Regions from separate parts of the Mus musculus genome. Here region 2 is linked to region 1. A link is a contact called in public HiChIP or PLAC-seq data. All regions are on one chromosome and are shown on one strand. The core of a region is the stretch at or near the end of the contact, and the rest is flanking DNA. Distances in the headings are between cores, read along the strand shown. Region 1 holds the start of Akr1e1 (aldo-keto reductase family 1, member E1). Region 2 has its middle 46 kb from the start of Gm35330.

What was found. HiChIP or PLAC-seq counts read pairs in DNA pulled down with a chosen protein or histone mark.
Region 2: a FOXA1 HiChIP or PLAC-seq map of pancreatic cancer cells shows a contact between it and region 1. The contact joins the enhancer-like site here to the promoter of Akr1e1 in region 1. A contact is called at or near these places in 7 of 39 promoter capture datasets (cranial neural crest, frontonasal cranial neural crest, hippocampal neurons and 3 more) and 1 of 115 datasets of contacts at active chromatin or transcription factors (pancreatic cancer cells).

What each region holds. Positions count from the first base shown.
Region 1 is chr13:4,605,210-4,611,909 of GRCm38.p6, forward strand. Akr1e1 (aldo-keto reductase family 1, member E1) reads right to left here and starts at 3,955. Exons shown (of 10, transcript NM_018859.2): 1 at 3,876-3,955; 2 at 2,182-2,349. The coding sequence starts at 3,914.
Region 2 is chr13:5,675,598-5,682,297 of GRCm38.p6, forward strand. No RefSeq gene overlaps it. Among named protein-coding and RNA genes, the nearest start is that of Gm35330, 46 kb to the right of the region's middle. Within about 2 kb of position 2,619, at least 5 of the 459 cell types and tissues checked have an H3K27ac peak or open chromatin away from gene starts, as enhancers often do. A contact at or near this core is called in pancreatic cancer cells, where this site is marked.

The DNA.
Region 1 (6,700 bases), core at 2,705-5,204:
CTTCTTCATATGAACACAGGCATATATATGTGGACATACATCACACTCATATCATACACGCACACACTGAAACAAACTGACACACACATTCCAGAGAGAAAGAGATATAGAAAGGAGGAAGGGGAGAGAGATACAGAGACATGGAGATAGAGAGACAGAGAGACAGAGAAGACAGGGAGAAACCCAAATTAGATGTAAACGCATCTTACTACTAATAATAATTTCCTACTGTGAATAAATATATAACTTCCTTAATTTTAATTATATTTCAGGGATTCTTCCAAATCCCCAAAAGGACCAACACACTTTCACTGATGACTATCACCCACTTGGATGTAGTATACAATTACGATGCAGATGTGGAAATCCTGAGTTCCTCATCCCTCTGCCTGAAGATTCTCAAGAAAATCTTCCTCGTTAGCAAGTGCTCCCGAAGTCCTCTCCACCCACACTCTGTTCTAGCTTACACAATGATAGGCAGTAAAAATAGATCACAAAGACAGAAGCTAAGTCTCCAACAGAAACACCCCTGATATGTGGAACTACAGATGACAGTTGTACCACACTTGGCAAAAAGTAGCTTTAAACCTTAGTTTGACTGTGTTTCCTACAGTGTTTATTTCCTTCCTCTCTTCTGTATCCACTTCCACTTCTCATCCCTTCCTCACTGGGCAGCACAGTTATCACCTCTCACCTGTGCTGGTAATAACACTGTGTACAGTACCTGCTCCCGTCATCACCTGTGCTGGTAATAACACTGTGTACAGTACCTGCTCCCGTCATCACCTGTGCTGGTAATAACACTGTGTACAGTACCTGCTCCCGTCATCACCTGTGCTGGTAATAACACTGTGTACAGTACCTGCTCCCGTCATCACCTGTGCTGGTAATAACACTGTGTACAGTACCTGCTCCCGTCATCACCTGTGCTGGTAATAACACTGTGTACAGTACCTGCTCCCGTCATCACCTGTGCTGGTAATAACACTGTGTACAGTACCTGCTCCCGTCAGATACTGCCATGTCCTTTGCATCCGCCGGTAAAAGAAACCACCTGACTTAGAAACAGCTTTTTTTCTCAACCTCCTACATTTTAAGGAAACGTGCAAGCATCTTACACAGGAGGACTTTGGAGCCTTGACACCTCCAGCCTCCCTCTGCTTCACAGAGACTCCCACACCTGCTGCATTCATGCATACAGCATGATTGACTTCACAGAGACTCCCACACCTGCTGCATTCATGCATACAGCATGATTGACTTCACAGAGACTCCCACACCTGCTGCATTCATGCATACAGCATGATTGACTTCACAGAGACTCCCACACCTGCTCATTCATGCATACAGCATGATTGACTTCACAGAGACTCCCACACCTGCTGCATTCATGCATACAGCATGATTGACTTCACAGAGACTCCCACACCTGCTCATTCATGCATACAGCATGATTGACTTCACAGAGACTCCCACACCTGCTGCATTCATGCATACAGCATGATTGACTTCACAGAGACTCCCACACCTGCTCATTCATGCATACAGCATGATTGACTTCACAGAGACTCCCACACCTGCTGCATTCATGCATACAGCATGATTGACTTCACAGAGACTCCCACACCTGCTGCATTCATGCATACAGCATGATTGACTTCACAGAGACTCCCACACCTGCTCATTCATGCACACAGCGTGATTGACTTCACAGAGACTCCCACACCTGGTCATTCATGCATACAGCGTGATTGACTTGCTTCCTGCTTGTACAGCTATCACCTCAGAGTCAATTTCTTAGTGTGGAGTTTGGAATGTGCCCTTTGATCACCTCTAGCAGGTGATTCCAAGTTAAGGCCGGTCTATGTAGTAGACAAGAATTCAAAAGTGCTCGGACTTTATTCTCTTCACTACAGACACAAAGGTGGTGTCACTCAACCAAGATTTCATTCATGAAAGTATTGTTGATTGGTGGTATGTCTCTGCATGGCCACCTGAATGGCCAAATAATAAAACAAAGATGTAAGCAAACAAAACATAACCTCACATGTTCACAAAGCTAGAGGAGAATCAACTACATCCCCAAAGCACCAATTCCCATAAGGAAACTGACCAAATCCTCTAGGCTAGATGGTTCCAGCTCTGCCAGGAGCTTTGCCTGCGGAAGTGGAGAAGCCTTACCTTACTGACTACAAAGAGATCCTCTCTCTTCACCACGCCCTCCTTGATCTTCTCACTGATTCCCATTCCCACCTCGCTCTCATTGTGGTATAAGTAAGCACAATCGAAGTGCCGGTAGCCCAGGTTGATAGCCAACTTAACTGCATCAGTCACTTCTCCTGGGGAGGCCTGGAATATAACCAAACACAAGGAAAGTTTCTTCTGTCAGGGGAACCCAATCCCCTTTCTCCCCCGTCATGTGGGAAAGTATAGCCAAGCAATACATAAATACTCAAATCAGTAAAGCAGTATGAACATCAGCCAGACCAAAAGGTAGAGAATGGAACGTCATAGTCAGAATATGATTAATATTCTGTTCTGCTATCTTTACTCATTCTGGAAACAGGGTGCTTTTCAGCTCTTGCTGTGTTGTGCTTCCCGATTACAGAAGGGCTAAGAACAGCTGGGGCAGGAAGCGGTCTGATATTTAGCACCCAGGGATGCATGAATCAACTGTAAACATAAAACAAGTATCACACACATGGACTCACTCAATATCTGTAGGGTACACACAGGAAAAGCTTAGTGAGACACAGACATTTCCATCAAATATGAAAAGTGTAGCTCAAGGTAGCTTTGAATTTGATCTCTTCCTTGCTTTGTCCTAAATGACTTGGTTATTGGATCAAGGGGATATACATATCTAGCATAGCGACATTATTTAAGATCATCAGTCAGTGTCACATTTGCTATGGTTTTCCATTGCCTTCACATATTTTGAAAGTCATATTCCTGTGTCTTCAGGAGATAGAATTAAATGCTTCAATTGTGTTGGGAGGGTGATTCCCCCCCCCCCACACACACAGTTTTATTTATTTATTATTTTATTGACATTTCTTTCATCTCACATCTCAGCATTCACTATGTGGTACCAAAGAACACTCAAATCACCAAATTGCCAAAATAATAATAATAATAATAATAATCCCATCCTTTTTACAAAAAATTCTGGAGAAACATTTATTTGAAAACCTTCCTATAAACAGAATTTTTAAATTTACTTTTTTATCAAAAACAAAACAAAACAAAACCCCCAAACCATAAAAAGAAACAAATTTTGATCATGCCTCCCCCTCCCCCACAACTTGTCCCAGAGTCAGACAGGCCTATTCAACTATTCAACTTCACGTTCATTATGCCCTACATTCAAAATCAACTGAGCAAGCAGTGTAACTACTCGCAAATATCTCTAATGTCGCTAGTGGACTCCAGAAGTAGACATTACACTTACATCGGTGCAATTATTTAATTATTTTTATTTGGTTTGTTTTAGCATGCAAAGTAGCACGCTTCCTTGTGGCCATTTGACACACACTCGGTTTTGCTGTGCCAAGATGAGTGCCACTAGGCATAAATGATTTTTCGGAGGCTGGGGGTCCGTGATTAGCTCACACAAGGCTAGGTTAACAGCACACTGCTTTATTTAAAGTTAGTCTAACAGCTTTGAATCCTCGCAGGGAGCAGGGTGTTTTAGGATCACAGGAGAGAGAGTCCAACTTCTCCTCTAATCCGTCTGGGGGAAAACCTTAATCAGAGCCCGGGTCTGGAAGGAATCACCCTAGGCAAAAGAAATCCCGTGCCCCTGGCTGTTTTTGAGCATGTACTCATCAGGCTCCGGGACCCTTAGCCCCACCCACACCGGAGTGTGTCCTCACCTTCCAGGTGCCCAAGCCCACTGTAGGGATGTTTTCCATGGTTCCCCTTTGCTCAAAGGCTCAGCCTCTTCCTGCACTTTAGCGGCCAGAGAGCGTTCCAGGGACCTCAGGAAATGCCGTGATAGGCTGGAGTTCTGGCAGTTTAATTGGCTGATGGAGAGGTCGCTTGGTGCTCTGATTGGCTGAGAGCATAGTCCATCTTTCAGGGGACCTAAGCAATTGGGTTTGGTTGTGCTTTATCTCTGTCCTAAATCCTCTATGATCCTAAGAATTCCGTCTCCGAGCAACCTGCCTAAAGCCCAGATCCAGTGCTCTGTCCTTCTTGCAAACAGGCTGTGGTTCAGGATATTTCCTGGACATCAGATGTTTTAGATTGATGATCGTTTCTAGTATCCTGGAAAAAACAGGTTTGACTATATCAGCTGTCTTGAACCTTGCAATGATGATGAGTGCTACTTTGAGGTGATTGCCATTTTAGTAATAGAGGAAATATAATCTGAATATCATTTTTAAGGTGTGTCTTATGGAATTAAAAAAATCAAGATTAAAAATTAAACATCTCTGGAAGATTATTCACTGTAATAAGAACTAATAATAAGGGAGGTCATTTAAAGAGAGCAAATAGTATATAGGCAGATTTTGAGGGAGGAAAAGGAAGAGAGAAATGTAATTATAATTGCAAACAAAACAAAACAAAACAAAAACAAAAACCCAAGGGTCTTCCCACAAGATAATCCCTCAAAGGAATGCCTACAAGACTGTCTCCCAGGTGATTTTTAGGTCTTATTCAGTTGGCAATAATCCTAAAATCACAAGCTGAAACATCTAGAAGGAACCAGAAAACCAGCCCATAAACGCAAAGGTAAATAGCTATTTCGAAAATATTAGCATTACTAAGATGATTAGAAAAATTGAAGATTTGCGTGTTACAGTGCTTAGAATTTTGTATCCTTCACTATGTTTGTTAATAACTTATTAAAAACTTAGCAGAATTCAACAATTTTACAATTTCAACCCAAAGTTTTGTTTTGTTATTTTAATTTCTCTGTTGCCATATTACACATCTGTTCATTTGTTTGAGTTTTTCAAGTGCTCATGGCAGATGCACTGTGGATGTGGAAAACTCTACATCTTCTCCAGTTCTCTTTTTTTATTTATATTTTGTAAAAATGGCAAAGTTAAGCCATTAACGGTCAGACAACTATTTGTAGCTTTCGATCTTTATGCAGATTAACATGGAAGTATCCATTTGCAAGAGGATGTGTTTTCAGATGTTCAATATTATTAGTACTCTCTCTCTCTGATAAGCTTTTATTACTCATAGCGACACTTACACTTTCAGTTCATAAATCTATAGAAATATTGTCCTATCTTTAAATGATTTCTATCATTTCATAAAAGGGTAGTTTGATCTAGGGATGCCTTCTTTTTTAATGGTCATTTCAGATTTCTTAGGTAGTAATTTAGCAGAAACCAATGTTACAGATGTAAATACTTGAAAAACATACAAGCATGCTTTACAAGAAATTATTGAAACCTCAAAATTTGATGAGGTAGTTTATTTTAACACACAGAAAACTTTTGCCAGGTTCTCATGGCAGGCAGAGACAAATATATACACTAACATATACATAATGAACATATACACATGCATATGTATATGTGAATGCAAATACATCTGCTCAATTATCCATTCAATAAACAGCATATTCTGGTCAGTACAAGCAACTTAACAAGGGTAAACCGGAAATATTTGGATGCCATTAGGTTAATTTTGCATATGTATTTAATAAATGTCATTTTAGAAAACACATTTTATTCTTATATATAGGTAATTGTGAGAAAAATCAACAAATTTAAAGGGCAAGCTGGTAACTACACAGGAGACACTTCACCTAAACTTTGGAACTATTTTGCAATAATTCTTCATAATTAAGAAATACAATTGAAGACACACTAATAAGTTGTATGAAAAAACAAAATCATAAGACACATGAACTTTATAAGTTGATTCTTCCTGCCCTCTGGTGGTTGTTTCTCAAAATACAGATGTGTATGTAGGAATATATGTAGGGTGTGTATAAAACATATATAAATGATATATAATATATAAATGTATATCTAGAAATACATATATTTAGACATGTATTTATGAACACATATATGTCTATACATATGTGTATATGTGTGTTTAATTGAAATGCCATACTACCTCACACAGAGTATAACATTTCTCCCAGTTGCTAAATAAAAAGCTCAGTGACAGGTGTACCATACCTTACCTTAAGCTGTTGTTTTGGAGGTTGCAGAGACCTCTAAAATATTGCAGGTCATTGACGGTGATCTTGGATGTGGACCAGAAGAATTTGATGATATAATTCTAGTATTAAAGACATCATATATTCTGTTCATAGGAAACAGAGAAATAAAGTTGGTATTGACTAGGGAACTTCTCTGCTATCCAGATTGCATGCTGTGTGGGCTGCTGTAGGAGAAAAGTCATCAATAGGTTTTCTATCAGAAAACATTGGAGGCAAAATGATATGCTGCATGGCAAGATATGCTTGTAGACATGCATAAATGTTTTGGGCAGGTAATCAGTTCATTCTGACTAGATATGAGGACCATTCCACAGAGAAAAATGCATGCCTAGCACAATAATCATGGACAAGAATTCATGGTTGCAGAATGAACAAGCCCGGGATTAATCTACTAATATCAGCTTTCTAAATAACATTAGACTATTGTCTGAATGGTTAATCTATATAACTTTGAATGGTGCACCTCTTAGATTTTATCAGAGAGATGTCTTTGTTCTGTAGAGG
Region 2 (6,700 bases), core at 1,369-3,868, 1.1 Mb after region 1:
CCCAGAGAAATTTTGGATTAAAAAATTAGCTTTGTCACCAACTCGGGAAAAAAAAAAGGAGAAAAATTCATTAGTAGCCACCATGCTGTAGGTTTTGGTGAAACATTAGTTCTACCCCTTCCTTTGTGACTTAATTGATCTCTTATAAAATGCAGCTAACAGGAATCAGGTTGCTCTACAGGAGCTGAGCAACCAGAAAGTGTGAATTATGAAGCTCTATGATGTGGTGCATTATCCAATTCAGAGCCCATTACGTAGAGAGCAGAATGTTGCCATGGAAATAGGATAGGTCTCAGCTCCTTCTGAATGGGATTCCTCTCAGGGGCAAGGCCTCATTGTCAAGCTGATTGAATTCTCTGTCTCAATTTTCTATCAAGCATAGTAGTACTGCCTGCTCTTTATTATCACTATAGATATTGAGTGATTTATTTGATAACCTTTCATTAAAGGAGTTTAATATATGTCATTTTTAATCATTGATTCAAGTTTATATAAAAAAAAATAAAAAGAGCCATGGTTATTCATACCAATGTCTGCTGAAAATAAAAATTTCAAAGTTAAAAATGTACCGTGGTGATTCTCAGTGGTAACCTTGAAAGTCTAATCCAGTCAGAAAGCCATAGAAAGCATATATACCACAAACTTCTCACAGCAAGGTTGTCTTTGAGCAATTAGCAGGAGAAAAAAATCAGGATACCCTCCCAGAAGTGAGAACATGGGTTAGAAGATGAGAAGCCTACGCTGGAGGGAGAGGAAGAGGCATGTCTAGAAAATAACATTTGCTCCAGTTAAAGCAAGGTGATAGCCCTTTATAGAAAACCTTAGATGTTTGGTCTTTGGCTTTGAGAGATTCGTAATAAAATATTACTAGTACAGATGATATGCATGGGATAAAGAGAGCAGCACATTCATTTGTTTGGGAACAACAGGAAGTACGGGAAAGCTGAAAGAAACAAGATCAGCTGTGAATATGCTGCTTCTGTTTCAGGATTCTGTGAACAAAAAGTACTGTTGCATCCCTTACTTGAGATAAAAAGAAAGAACCAAAATAAGTCTTCTCTTACAAATAACTATAGATAGTTCCAAGTATTTTATCAGATTGCTCAGGAGCTAATGTTTGATTTAATGGCAAATGAGATAATAATAATAAAAAGTTAATCTTCATCCCCAATGAAGGAGGCAGAAAAAGCACCCAGGGAACTAAAGGGGTCTGAAGCCCCGTAGCAGGAACATCAATATGAACTAACCAGTACCCCCAGAGCTCCTTGGAACTATACCACCAGTCAAAGAAAACACATGGTGGAACTTGTGGCTCTAGCTGTATATGTAGCAGAGGATGGCCTAGTGGGTCATCAATGGGAGGAGAGGCCCTTGGTCCTATGAAGGCTGTATGTCCCAGTATAGGGGAATGCCAGTACCAGGAATGGGAGTGTGTGGGTTGGGGAGCAGGGGGAGGGGATAGGGGATTTTTGAAGGGGAAACTAGGAAAGGGAATAGCATTTGAAATGTAAATAAAGAAAATATCTTTAAAAAAAGATTAAAAATAAAAAAGTTAATTTTCATCATATGAAATGAAATGCCTTTCTAAATTCTTTCTCCACATGCAAAGTTTGCTTAGTCACAAATGTCAAAGGCATGATTTCCAAAAGAGTTTACGTATATATACAAATTAAGCCATTGGTAAATGCAATGTAAATCTGATGTCTCAGGGAAGTAAAACCTGCAAGGGTAAAGTCAAGGTTAGTTTTTCAAAACTGGAAACCAGATTCAATGGAGGTAAGGGCTGTCTGTTAGACCTCTATGGTACACCAGGATGCACTCAGACATGCAGTCATTATCATAGAAACATTTTGTTGAATACCAACAGTGGGTATTCTTTTGGAGTGTGTCTAGGAGAAGATTCGTCCTAGAAATGAAATGAGGAGGTCTTCAGCAACATAGTGGAACAGGCCGGGGTCTGAATGCCTGGGAGTATTAAAGAGAAAAATACTTCAGACTTCTGCACCATGTCTGATCAGCATCAGGAAAATTACAATGGGCCAGAGCAATGGCTCAGCAATTATGAGTACTAGGTAGTCTTGCAGAAGACTTGGGTTTGATTCTTAGCACCTACTAGGTGGCTCACAACATTCTTTAATTCCAGCTCCTGAGGATTCAATGACCTTGTCTGGCTTCTATAGGCACAAGGCATGTATGCAGAGCATAAATTTGTATATAGTTAAAACATACAAGCACATAAAATTAGAAGAAGAAAAAAAGAAAAGAATGAGAGAAAGAAAAACAGAAATGGGAAAATAAAAAGAAGAAATGTAGTTGACTCTTTAGAGAGAGAGAAATAACATTCCTTTATAGGGTTATAGGAATTCAAGTTACTTCTTTAAGTACTACAGATTGTTTTTTTTTTTTTAATCTAAATATTATAGTGATGTGTGACAACACTTTTCCTGGAGAAATCCAAAACACATTTACTCATCCCAGATAAGGATCCCAGAAAGATCAATATGTGGATACCACTGAAGTCCACATGATGAACTAATGAGTTTTATTGGGGTTACTTACAGGAACAGATGTGAGGCGTTATTTACAGGAGCAGGAATGATTCAAGGCCAGCTGAATCACCCAAGCCCGCTCCAGCATGGGTGACAGCTCACGTAATCTGGGAACTTCTAGGACACTGCACAGCCTGTAGGTAGTTCATCAGTTCAGAGAAGCTCCTTTGCCAGAGACTCAGTTGATCTAAACCAGTTTGGGTCAACATTTTTGCTTCTTGCAGAATCTTCTTTGCACCTTGGATTGTCTAAGAGTGATTCTCTGCAGTCTTTACTGTTTACTCTTTCCAAGGAGGGTCTTTGAGAATCCGGTTAGTTTCATGGGCTTCCTGAAGCTATTTTGAGTTGTTCAACTTCTGGACTAAAAAGCATCCCTGTTGTATGGAATGTTGAGGAAACTGCTTCACAACTCAGGGGAAGTCAAAGAGGTAAAGACCTTTGTGATGTTGTAGCTAGGAATGGCATGCAATCTTGTCAAAAGCAGTTTGTGTTTTCTTCACACAAGAGTCAGTATATGCTGATGCCTTTGTCTGTTTGGAACTACAACAGAACATTATAGGCTGGGTAAATTACAAATAAAGAAGAAATGTATAAATACGTTTATACATTTATAAACTACAGTTCTTGAGACCAGGAAGTTCAAGAGCAAATGAACTTCTGTGTTTTCATGCTGAGTTATTTTATCCCAAGAAGAGGATGGTTAAGAGAGTAGAAGTCAGGAAGCCTGGAATTCCTAGCTCCAAGCTCCTTATACTGACATGATTCCAATCATGAGGATGGAGCTCTCATGAGCTCAACATCTCCCATTCTGAGCTGGCATCTCCAACCTCCCAGCACTACCCCATCAGGGATGAAGCCTACAACACATGCCTTTAGAGAAACATACTCAGAACACCGCACTAAAGTAGGAAAAAATATAAAAAACTCAAAATTTTTGAGGTATCCCTTCCAAATTTTCTTACAACGCATTGTAAGAAAATGCTAACTATATTTCTAAGACATCTCTTGTCCTAATGTTAGAATGGATAAAATGCCTAATGAAAATGTCTCTGCAAACTCTTAATACTCTTGTCTTGGGCTGTGTTTATTAAAATTACAATTGGAGAAAATGGAAAAATCCATAGCACAGATTATCCAATTCAGATCAAGGAAAGATTTCATCCCAGTATCCCTGGTTTAGGGAGCCTCCAAAATTAAATTCCAGTTTTGAGTCCAGAAAAAATATCTCAGTGGATGTTGGCTATCAAGCCTAATAAAACCTAGGATATACTGGGTATAAGATGAGAAATATCTTCTGCAAGTTGTCCTTTGACTTTCCCGTGCATGTTACATGTAACACACACACAAGACACACACAAACACAAAGACACATACACACACATACACACACACACACATACACACAGACACACACACACACCAATAAATAAGTAAATGTAATTTTAAAAAATTGAAAATTCCCCTTTCAACTCATTTGAGTTTTGTTATATACTTTTCTAGTTTTTTTTTCCCTTGTGAGTAAATACTGACAATTCCTGAAAATAACCTTAAGATTAAGGGTTATGATCACTAACTATTAGATTAGATTTCGAAACAAAATTGTTTCAGTGGTTTGAGTCATTTCCTGTACCTGAATTATAGGCTATGAACCGTTTGCATACATGGTTGTCAACTGCTTATACAAAGGGCAATTCCATGCCAAAATATGCTTCCATTTATGTTTCTTCTTTAATCCTGTCTCCTTGGAGAGTGTAAGCTCTAGTAAAATGAATGGTCCTTGAACTTGAATAGAGCAGCACCATCAGTAGAACAGCATATATATGTATATATACCTTATAAAAGGTATGTTTCCATCACATATCCTCAGCCCTCTTCCAATAGTAGCCAGGATGATGTTTTATGCCTCAGTTTCCAGGCTTCTGACTTTATTTTTCCCTAAAATCGTCCACTTGGAACTTGCATCTAGTGCCAGGACAGATCTTTCATAAGATGTGGTGAGCACAGAAGAACTGGCTACCGAAGATGGCAAGAGGATGCCTATTGCTGGAATGAGACACAGCTCCTTTTGTGATTCATTAAGCAGAAAGATGATATATTTGGATGTTTTATTGTAGAGCAAATCTACTGCACTGCATCAAAAATTTTCTTGAAAACTACACATGAGACAAATTGTATCTGAGAAGTCAAGAAACTTGATAAGCTTCTAGAAATCCTGTAGTGACCTAACACTTTTCATTTCCTATGGGTGTGGTTTTGATCATCAGCTCCAGCTCTGTGAAAAGGCATGAAGGCTCGTGTTTAGTGACTTACAGGGTATTTTTTGTATGCAGAATTCACAAAACAATAATGTCTTGAGAAGTTTAACTGTAAATTTGTTCATTTCTACAGTTGGATATGAAGGTTTTTAAGCACAGATAAATCAAACTCCATATTCTTTTACATCTTTGAGTAGGATGGCTACATATAGAGTGTCTAAAGAAATTTAAAACTAAAATCCTTTGCACATACTCTAATTTATAAAAGGATAAAGTCCAATTTGCAAAGTCACCAGTCTCCTGTAGTGGCAGAAACATACCTGAGAGCAAGCATGACTCATGCTGAATTCATAAATCCATTGCAAGTGTAATTCAAATTTACTATCTAGCTACTGAAAAAAACACACCAAATCTTGCTGAGATGTTGACAGGAGCTCCAGAGCAGGGCTGCCTGGCTATTGGTAACAATTCAAAACATTTCCACAGATTACCAATCCCTGTATCAGATCTTGGGGACCGGGCTGAAATGTTTTGAGCATAACTTACTTCAAAGCAGAGTGAAATGAATATAGCTGTGAATGTGTTCATGAATGCCCTGTCATCATTGAGCTAGTATTTTTAAAATAAATGACAAATTGTCACAACTATTATTTTCCTCTGGAAAATAATGTGTAGTGTGAGAGACAAATAGGAAAATTGCTTCAATATGCTGGATTCTGCAGGCATCACCCAACCAGGTCCTCCCTTGGACAGGTGAGATCTGAGTCAAGGCCTTCCACCAAGGTAGTATGTGATAGTCTGTATCCACAATATCATACCTGCATAGGGAGGTGATCACAAATGCACTTGCTATAGTTTGGATGCTAACTGTCCTTCACAGGCTCCTGTGATTGGTCACTAGATCTCCAGATGGTGCTGATATTTTGAGAAGTGGTGGAACCACTGACCACTGAACAATGACACCTGTCTTGTTAAAACACAACGATGGGAGGATCTTGAATTCTATTCTTCTTCCAATCCCAGGCTAGCTGGCTGCTTCCTGATCTGCCAAGATGTAACATATCATGCAGCATGCTTTGACCTCCACTCCTGTACCCCACAGAGTCATCACAGACAAGTAGTTTCTGAAACAAGGAGTTAAAATAACTTCATTTCTCTTAAGAAGCTTCTTTGTCATGTTTTGTCATAGTGACTGGAGAAAAAGTGCTAACTAATAGAGTTGTACTTTGTTTTCCACTATTTTGATGCTATTCTCTTCTAAAATTAACCCCAAAGAGATAGGGACACAAAGTTTTCTCCTAGGATTCCTCCAGAAACAGCTGATTTCTGTAGCAGCCCATATTAATTTTGATGTTTGATATTGGGTGACTTTTTCTTGGGTATTATGAACACATTTATTCATCCCTGATAGTAAACCAATCACATACCAAAAAAAAAAAAAAAAAAAAAAAAAAAACAATTCTATTTATGTCTCTATAAATGGAGAGATTCCTAGAGTATGGGCGACTCAAAGGCAGCTGTAGCACTTTGAAGACCATCTCACTGTGAGGTGACTCTTCAATCTCCTTAGTGATAAAGTGTTGGTGGTTTTTATCTCCCTGAGAGGATTCTGCTACACCTTGTCTGAATCTCAGCTTCTTGAGTCTCATGAGTTCCAAGAGATTCCAAGCCATTTGTGTTACAGTTAGCTTCCTGAGTCTTGTGGGCATCCCGTGTCCCCCAAAGAGAGAATGTTATAGAGTCTGCCATGCAGCTAAGGCAAGCTGTCAGGATCTGGGTGAATGAAGCAGAACTCATTTCTGAGGCAAAGTCTTCCAATTTTGCATATAGTGTAGCCAGATAAGAAGATGCTATTTACCATGGCCACCAGCCACTTGCTTCATGAGGCTTGTCAGT